3 separate regions of the Sus scrofa genome follow, and all the other regions are linked to region 1. A link is a contact called in public Hi-C and targeted proximity ligation data. All regions are on one chromosome and are shown on one strand. The core of a region is the stretch at or near the end of the contact, and the rest is flanking DNA. Distances in the headings are between cores, read along the strand shown.

Evidence for each region. A called contact is a pair of places that touch in the nucleus more often than the background predicts.
Region 2: a contact with region 1 is called in a targeted proximity ligation map of skeletal muscle. A contact is called at or near these places in 6 of 47 Hi-C or Micro-C datasets (embryonic fibroblasts, epiblast stem cells, omental adipose tissue and 3 more) and 1 of 2 datasets of targeted methods (skeletal muscle).
Region 3: a contact with region 1 is called in a Hi-C map of liver, with 3 times the contacts expected there. A contact is called at or near these places in 4 of 47 Hi-C or Micro-C datasets (heart right ventricle, liver and skeletal muscle) and 1 of 2 datasets of targeted methods (skeletal muscle).

The regions. Positions count from the first base shown.
Region 1 is chr3:101,955,572-101,958,486 of Sscrofa11.1, forward strand. It overlaps ATL2 (atlastin-2), which reads left to right and starts at 1,618. Exons shown (of 14, transcript XM_005662612.3): 1 at 1,618-1,785. The coding sequence starts at 1,668.
Region 2 is chr3:101,819,785-101,822,719 of Sscrofa11.1, forward strand. It overlaps the pseudogene LOC110260126. Among named protein-coding and RNA genes, the nearest start is that of HNRNPLL, 68 kb to the left of the region's middle.
Region 3 is chr3:101,751,767-101,754,610 of Sscrofa11.1, forward strand. HNRNPLL (heterogeneous nuclear ribonucleoprotein L-like) reads left to right here and starts at 1,564. Exons shown (of 11, transcript XM_021087609.1): 1 at 1,564-2,103. The coding sequence starts at 1,918. It overlaps LOC102164129 (a long non-coding RNA gene), which reads right to left and starts at 1,388. Exons shown (of 6, transcript XR_002342766.1): 1 at 1,255-1,388.

The DNA.
Region 1 (2,915 bases), core at 368-2,867:
AGATGTCTGCAGGAACACTGAGGTTTCACTGTGATGAGAAATTGCAGAGGGATGGTTGACTGGGGAAAATGGAGGAAGGCCCTTAAAACATATGGATTTGAGGTGACCATGGGATAGTGCTCAGTCTCTTGACAGTACTTGTGTTTGGCTTCTTTACCCTCCTTAGAGTCAGGAGACTTGGACCTGTCCAGGGCACTGTAGTAGCCTATGAAATAAACTGTTTCCTAGTGGAAAGGACACTGGCTAGGAGGTCACTTGACTAGCAGTGCAGCCTTAACTCTGGGGGTCCCTGATGGAGTGGGCTCAGTACTAAGTTAGCTGCTAATTCTAACTGGAAATTTATTCTTTGCTGGCAAAAATACTCATCTTTGCATCTTCTCTCATACCTCAGATGATAATACCCTGTATAAAGCAGACTGCAGGCAATATTAAATAGATGCCTTATAGGGAGATTATGACAGGAAATCCATCATCAAACAGGGCTTACAACTTGGTGCTTAGGTTGGACCAGGGGCATCGAACCAGGATGCAGGGAGTTAGGAGGTCCAGGAGGAGCCCCAAATCCCTTTCTATTAATACAAAAACAGATGAATAAAGAAATGGCCCAACAACCCCCCTTCTAGAATGGTACCCTGTAAGCTTTGATGACATCAATGCTTTTGTAGTGGTCATTCAGGATGAAGGGCTGTGAGAAGACCTGTCCAAGACAGCGGTTTGGACACCTGGACACATGTCTTTACCAGAGAAAAGGAGAATCTAATGCAGCTGGCGATAATGGTAAACACCCAAAAGAATAGGGACTGTTTCACAGAAGTCTCCAAAGGGTGGCTTTCCTTTTAAAAGCGACCTGAACTTTCTATAAGATGTCACTGGACCCCTTGAAGAAGGTTATCACAGTTCGGAAAGGACCTGCTACAAGTCTTTTTATGATTAGAATGCTTTCTGGTTTGCCCCTGTAAGGGGCTAGGAGCAGGAAGGCAAGGGTATGCACAGTTAAGAAGATAAGAGGAGGGTCTCATAATTAGAAGGAAGCGATGGCAAACGAACCATAGGATGGTCTCTGGATGGGAAACAACATTGGAGACTTGTGCAAGAAAGAACATGAGGAAAAGCAGGGCACCAGCAATAGTGTGGCGGGGAGTGTGGGGGTGGGGGAAGGAGGAACGAAGAAGGGAGGAGGGGGAGCACAGCTGTGGGAGGAGGTGGGAATAAAAGGGAGAGAAGGAAAGGAGTGTGAAAGCAACCTCACGTGCAGTGCACGAGTCAACGATCATGGAGAAGAGCTGTCAAGAGAATTGGGTTACTGAATTAGGAAGGAGGGACTTGGCTCTCCGGAGAATCCTTCTTCGTTTACACAGCCTAGTCCAGAGCTGAGGTGTGGCAATGAGCTTAGGGCGGTGGGAGTGTGAGACTGTCGGGGTGGAACGCTGCCCAAGTTCTCCCCAAAGTGGAAGGCTGGGAAAACCGAGCAGCAGGCAGGCTTGCAAGCAGAGCGGGGGCGGAGCGAGGGCTCCGAGGGGCGGGACGAGGGAGGGCGTGGGGAGGACCAGGAGGAGTAGCTTGAGGGCGGCGCTAGGACCCAACGGCGCCCCGCCGGCTCCCGGGAGGTTGATAAAGCGGCGGCGGCGTTTGACGTCAGTGGGGAGTTAATTTTAAATCGGTACAAGATGGCGGAGGGGGACGAGGCAGCGCGGAGGCAGCAGCCGCACCTGGGGCTGCGGCGCCGGCGGCGGACCAGTGACCCAAACACCGCGGTTAACCACGTCTCGTCCACGACCCTCCTAGGTACGGGCCGGCGCGGTGGAGGCCGCAGGGCCGGGTGGTGAGAGGGCTAGAGCCGCTCGAGCTCGCGGGCACCGGCCGCAGGCGGCGGGGTCGTCGTCCGCGGCTGGCTCAGCTTCCTTCTGCCGCCGCGTCTGGCCGCCGGGCCTAGCCCCCGCCGCGCCCCGGGCTCCAGCAGCGCGCGGCCCGAAAGGGCGGCCCCGTGGCGGCGGCTCCCGCAGCTGTCGAGTGTACTGGCGGCTCGCGCGCCGCTGCGCCCGGCCCGGCCCCCTGTCCGCCGCCCGCCCGCCGCGTGGCTGTGGCTGGGTCCGCCCCGACCTGAGGGGGCGGCCTTGAGCAGGGGCCGCCGACCCGGGGCGCGGGGAGCTAGGCTGCGGCGTGGCTCGGTCCTAAGGCTCTTCGGAAGCTGCTGGACGACCTGTCATTAGGCCGGCACTTAATGCTCTCTGTTCCTCGCGGGGAAAGGGAGGAAGGGTTATCCAGGTCGTGATGGGCCCCGTGGAGGAGGAGGACGCGCAGCGCACTGGGGGAGCGGACACCTCGCTGCCAGGTCGGAAAGCTCTCCAGACGCCCTTCCAGGAGGGAACCGCAGTCCGCAGGCCAAGGCTGTGCTCTGGGGCCCGCGTTCGTGGCCCCTCGGTTCCCGGACCCATTCAAGTGGGTAACGCGTGGCTAGGATGCAAGTTCGGGTTTAATTGTCAAAACTGGGGTTTATGTGCTGTGTGCTAGTACTGAGAACATAGTAAGGCCTGGTTAGACTGAAAGTGTTGGTGGTGCGAAATCACCTGATCCTTCGCTCCCTGGTTTTGCTGAATGTGAACTCTTACTGTACGTGTTCAAGGAGTGCCCCTGCCCCCGAAGACGCATTTGCCTTGGCAGCGGGGTGTTGTGTGTCCCTCTCATAACACCCCTATTTTTAGGAGTTTAGCATTTGATCTTTCACTATGATGTGAATTGAACGCCTGAAATCCTGATTGAGTATTTTGGTGGTACTTAAAGGCATAAAGTTTTTTAAAGACTTGTAAATAGTAAAAGTTTATGGTTAGGTAAGTATGGCAATAGCATAGATAGGAGTTTTTTTTTGTTTTTTTTTAACCTACACTAAATTTGAACTGTGTTGTTCAGACTTCTAC
Region 2 (2,935 bases), core at 72-2,571, 140 kb before region 1:
AATGATAGGACATTTGGGATTTGCAGCTGACTAGGGGGAAAGGATGTGGGGTATAGATGAAACAGAACAGACCATGTGTTGATATTATTGAAACTAGGTGATAGGTCCATGGGGGTTTATTATACTATTTTCTCTATTGAAAATTTCCATAAAAAAATTAACAAACCCTCCCCCAAGGTATGACTTTCTCTTGTTTGAATGAAAGATGTTTTTAAAAATAAATAATTTGTCAGAGTTCCCATTGTGGCTCAGTGGTTAATGAATCCGACTATGAACCAAGATGTTGCAGGTTTGATCCCTGGCCTTTCTCAGTGGGTTAAGGATCCGGCATTGCCATGAGCTGTGGTGTAGGTCGCAGATGCAGCTCGGATCCCACGTTGCTGTGGCTGTGGTGTAGGCTTGGCAGCTACAGCTCTGATTAGACCCCTAGCCTGGGAACCTCCATATGCTGCAGGTGCGGCCCTAGAAAAGGCAAAAAGACAAAAATAAATAGTTTGTAGAAGTTGCATACTAAAATATAATACATAGCTAACATTATTAGTGCTTACTCTGTGCTTGACATATAACTATGTCACATATTTATGTATTTATACATATAATTATGTATTTTATATAATGTATAGATGTAAATATGTATTTTATATGTATATATGATTTAATCTGTACATATATTACATACATTTAATTCAATTTAATTCCTGTCAACAACCCTATGATGTAAGCTCTATGTAAATTATTGGCATTTGCCGATGAGGCAACAAGGTGAGATGGAGGTTAAATAATGTGCCCAAGGTCGTTAAGCAAATTAGAACCCACGCTCCTTAAACAACACAGCTGCTGTTACCTGTATTCAAGCTGATCTGTACTTTGTGGCCAACAACTTCCCTTATCAGTTTATCGTTTATTTTTAAATTGATTTGGTGGGTGGTGGGTGGGGTGAAAAAATACTGTTACAAGACTGTTCAACAACTCTGTTGAAGCCGCCTATCCCCTGTGGCCCCAGGCGCTGGGCGCTTGGGACAGCTCTGGGTATGCGGTCGCGCGGGTTGGCTCAGGAGGCCAGTTACCCCGGATCCTCCACTCAGACCCCCACCCGGAGCGGCGCGCCAGCCGCCGCGTCGCGCCACCTGGTGGCCATAAGTCCCCGCAAAGCTGCCTCCGCCGAGTGGGGTGCAGGGCCCTTCGAGGGCGGTTGGATCCCACGAGTCTGAGGGTCCGCACAGCCTTCCTGCGAGGACCAAGAAGGGTGTCCAAGTCCTGCAGTTACAAACCGAAGGCAGATGGGCCATCCTTTAACTCTTGTCCGAGCGGAGTAGGCCTCCAGGGGGCGATCTGGGCCCGGGCCAGGGACACTGAGTGAACGCTCCCTCCAGGGATCCTCCTTCCCAGCCGAAGCCAGGGTTCCCCTCAGAATCTCTTCCACCTTCAAGAAGTGGAAATTCAATTAAGAGGGGGTGATTTTGCCTAAGAACTCTTAAAATGAGCTCTTAAAATTTACAAGTACTTAAAATTAATGTGTATATATATGAATATGTACATGCATATTTCTTTGTACTCTCACTTCTTTCCAGGAGGGGTATTAAAGCTGGACTTATATAATTTTTCCCCCCTCACAACAGCCAGCTAGGCTTGTGAAAAGCATGTGTGATGACCTCCAGAGCTGTAACCTATGAAGTAAGCAATGCTGACCAGAGCGTGTGGAAGGGCATCTGGCCGCAGTCTTTCAGACCTCCTGCACAAGTTCTGGGACGCCTCACTTGGCCGACCAGCCCTCCCCCTTGGTGCTGGAGGAAAGTGGCACAACTGGAGAGGCAGAAAAGTATTTTGAGGCCCTGGCAGAGGGCAGGGGTTCAGTCCCCATCAGAGCAGGTGTGTAAGTACCCATTCTCCCTGTCCCATTAGCCTGCCAAGAAGATCAGTGAGACCTGCAGAACTTTCTACCCACACAAAAGAGAATTGCTGGCTGCCTGGACCTGAAGGCAACTCTCTGTGGCACATGGTCCCTTTCCTATGGTCTGTACTGCCATGAAGCTAAGCATGTCCTGAAGGAAGCTCTTTCCTGGGCTCTCTGAAGCTTGCAGGCCATAAGCCATATGCTGCTTGGCACCTCCTGTTATACAAAGCAGGTGCTGCAGAGGGAGAGCAGCCCCTCCAAGGTGGCCCCTCATCCAGACCTGCCTAGAGGTACTGCAGGGAAGGCCCAAGTCTTTGGGGGCCTTTCCTAGCTCAAGACTAGGCAGGTCATCTAGTTTACTTCGTGAACATTGTGTTGTTGTGCTTAAGGGCATCCCTCTTCATGAAAAGGCAGGGTCCTATCTGAAGGGTGAGGTCATTCATTACATCATGCCATTAAGGAAGAGGAATATTTCTCAAATCTGATTCTGAGATCTGAGCAGGGACTACTTGGGTGGGCTGCAGAGCTGGTGATCTCACTTTGCATAGAGATTGAGGGGGCCAAATTCCAGTGAGGCAACCTCTGGGGGCAGGGCTGGAGGATGGTGTAGAAATGAGGGACCCAAGAGGGATTAGTGAAGACTTGTTTCAGCCCCTTTGGGCAAGTGTTTAGGTCTCTCCGATACTGAGTGAATTGGATTAGAGCCTCTGAATTCGGGACAAATTAGCTATGGTGTAGCTGACCCCCATGCTGGCAGTGCCACTTGGTCTTAGCATAGCCAAGAGAAAACTAACAGACAAGGGGAGGCATGGTGTCCATTGTTAGACCAGAGCTGTGACAAACAGCTGTAGCCCCTGGGTACCAGGGCAGTGTTGACTTGGTAATTGAAGTGAGAGCACCCAGAGGTTAGCGATAGAGTCAGGGCTCCTCAGTCATCTCTTCCTCTTTGACTTCATCTGATGCTAGACCTTGCCAAATCAAGGTTTAATTTTACTTAGGGAAATATTTTTTCCTTGTAATCCATGGTTTCAATATGAATCA
Region 3 (2,844 bases), core at 314-2,813, 200 kb before region 1:
AGCTCCCTCCTTGATATTTCTTCTATTTCCATTTTATTGTAATTAAAAAAAATTCGAATTGTTTTTTAGTTCTATTTTGTCAGTGTACACCTGTAGGCGCACACAAATTTGATCATAGCTGTATCGTGTTGTGAAAAAACTTGCAAGTGGATTCCAAAATGACAGGCAGTGTAAATTGTTAAGTACAAAACACTGTAGATTAAAGCACTGTCAACAATAAATAAAAATGGCTTTTTTTTTTTCCCTTAGGAAATAACTTTGGAAAGGAGAGAGAATAGGCTGGGGAGGAAACAATCCACACCATTAGGAAAGGAAGAGCCACATTTTGGGAAGCATCTGACCGCCAAGGATATCAGAAACATTTAAATGACTCGATCCCAGGCAACTCTCCAAGGATTAAGTCACAGAAGGCAGTTAGGTTGCGTTAGATTTGCCAGTTCCTCTCCTGAAAGATAATGGACCTTTATTTCCCAAGGCCCACTCATTCAGCCTTGTTGAGCATGTAACTTGTGCTGGGGACTGTTACAGGAACTGGGTTTGCAAAGATGAGAAAAGCCCAGTTCCTGTCTCCAAGCGCGTCTAGTTTTTAAAACAGAATATCCTAATAGGTAGCTTATAAAGGGCACCGTTTCAAAAGGGGAAAGCGGCAACCAGAAGCTTGAGGAGGCCTCAGGGCTCCACAGAGGAAACAAGCTGTGTGTGGTCCAAAGGACAACTTTGATAGGCTTTCGTGTCTTTTAAAAGATAAATGATAATGTGAAATAAATCGATCGCCCAGAAAGGAAAAGGTTGAGATGAAGGATGAAACTTTATATGGAAGGTTTAAAGCACATTTAGTTGGGGCAGGGACTTGATACAAGACCCCTCGTTATAATTGTCAGGAAAGAAGAGTCCAGAAGACCCACGAGTACTAACTGATCGAACTGACAGTCGCCCGTGTGGAGCGTCTTCTTTAGACCCGCACTTCAGTGCATGTTGACTGTTCTCGAACATCTACCTAGCGGCGGGGAGAGAATCCGTCCACTTGGATGAGATTTTGCACACAACAATGGGAGAAGGCTACTTTCACGGCTCTAAGCCCTTTGCTCGCTTCACCTCCCGGAGCTTTAGGGCTGTGTGAGGTACATCTGTAGGGATTTTCTCTTTTGAAGAGAAGTAATAAAAGCATTTAAATTAGCGGGAGGGCGGTTAACACCCGCAGCCCCGGTCCCACTGCTTGCCTCCTGGCCCGCCGGGGTTCGCCCCGCGCCTCACCTCCGGTTGGCCCAACAGCGCTAACGGCCGCGGTGTAGCAACCGCTCCAGGACGTTGCGCTGCAGGTGCTGCTCGGTCGTCACTCGCAGGCCAGCGGCGAGTTCTGAAGGCGCGGAGTGGGGGGGGGGGGAGGAGGCCTGACAGTGGGCAGCTTTTGACGAACGGCCTTTAGAGCCAATTGGAAGCCTGGTCGACTTTTCCCTCTGCCAATAGAGAGCAAGGCCCGGGCTGGGGGGCGCTTCCCGCGGGGTGCTGCTGGATTTGATCCTCTGCGGCGGCCGCGAAGGCGGGGGTGGAGGCTCGGCCTGGGCGGCAAGGAGCGGATTAGGGGAGGAGGGAAGACCGGAAGCAACGGTCGCGTCCCGATCCTTAGATTCGCTCCCCAGGGCAGGCTTTGGAGACGGAGGAAGAGGGAGAGGCTGAATGTTGGCTCTGTGATAAAGGGGAGCGGCCGCTCCGGAGCCTCCTCCTGGAGCGCCCCCTTCATCCTGCCCGCTCTCTGCACCCACCCGGCTCCAGGGCGCGCGGCCCCCGCGGACGCCCGGCCGCACAGACCTTTTCTGAAGAAGCGCTGCGGGTGGCGAGGACTGGCCGGCGGCGTCCGAGGCCCGCGCCCCGCCGCCACCCCCACACGCCTGCCGGCCGGTCTCTCCGGCCGCCGCCATGTCCTCCTCCTCATCCTCCCCTAGGGAGACGTATGAGGAGGACCGGGAATACGAGAGCCAGGCCAAGCGCCTCAAGACCGAGGAGGGAGAAATCGACTACTCTGCGGAGGAAGGCGAGAATCGCCGGGAAGCGACGCCCCGGAGCGGGGGCGATGGCAGCGGCGGCCGGAGCTTCTCACAGCCGGTAACAAAGCGCGGCGCCGGGTCCTCGGTGCCTGGCGGCTCCCCGGGAAGCAGGGCCCCGCGGCGGGGACTCGGCCCCGAGTCCTTCCGCCCGCCTCATTTTCCCATTTTGCTGCGCTGACCAGGTTGGGAAGCGCCGGCTCTTCTCTTTGCGTCTTTTTTCCTTTGCCCTACCTGTTTCCAGCACCTGGATCGCGAATCTAGGCTCGGCCTGGCCGCAGGCCCCGCCGCGAGTCCGCTGCCGGCCCTGAACTTGGGAAGGGTCGCGGGGCCCGGCGGCTGGGGAGGCGTTGCCGCTTCCGCTCCTGGGAACTCGGGTGCACGATTAGCCCTTTGTTTTAACTCTGCGGGCGAGTGGCCCGCGTCCGACGACCCGCTCCCTTCAGTCCCTTGCTCCAGCATCTGCGCGCCGGTCCCGATCACAGGATGGTGGCGTCGGTTCCGCCCGGGGCTCTCTTCGCCTGGGTTTTGAGGAGAACCGTAGCTAAGTGACAGATTACGCTCCGGCGTTCACACTGCCCCCCCCCCCCCTCCGCGTCTTCCAAGGATTTAATTAGAAAATTTTTATTCTTGGCTGGCCTGGCGCACATATTTTGCTCCCCAGTTTCATGATTATTGCTCAGTACAGTTTTTAGCTCTTCGGTGAGAAAATATGTTGGTAGGTGTTCGCACACCACTACTTCCAAGTAAAATGAATCTTAAAATCACCTCAGTTCTTCACGGGCAGTTTGTTCCAAATCGC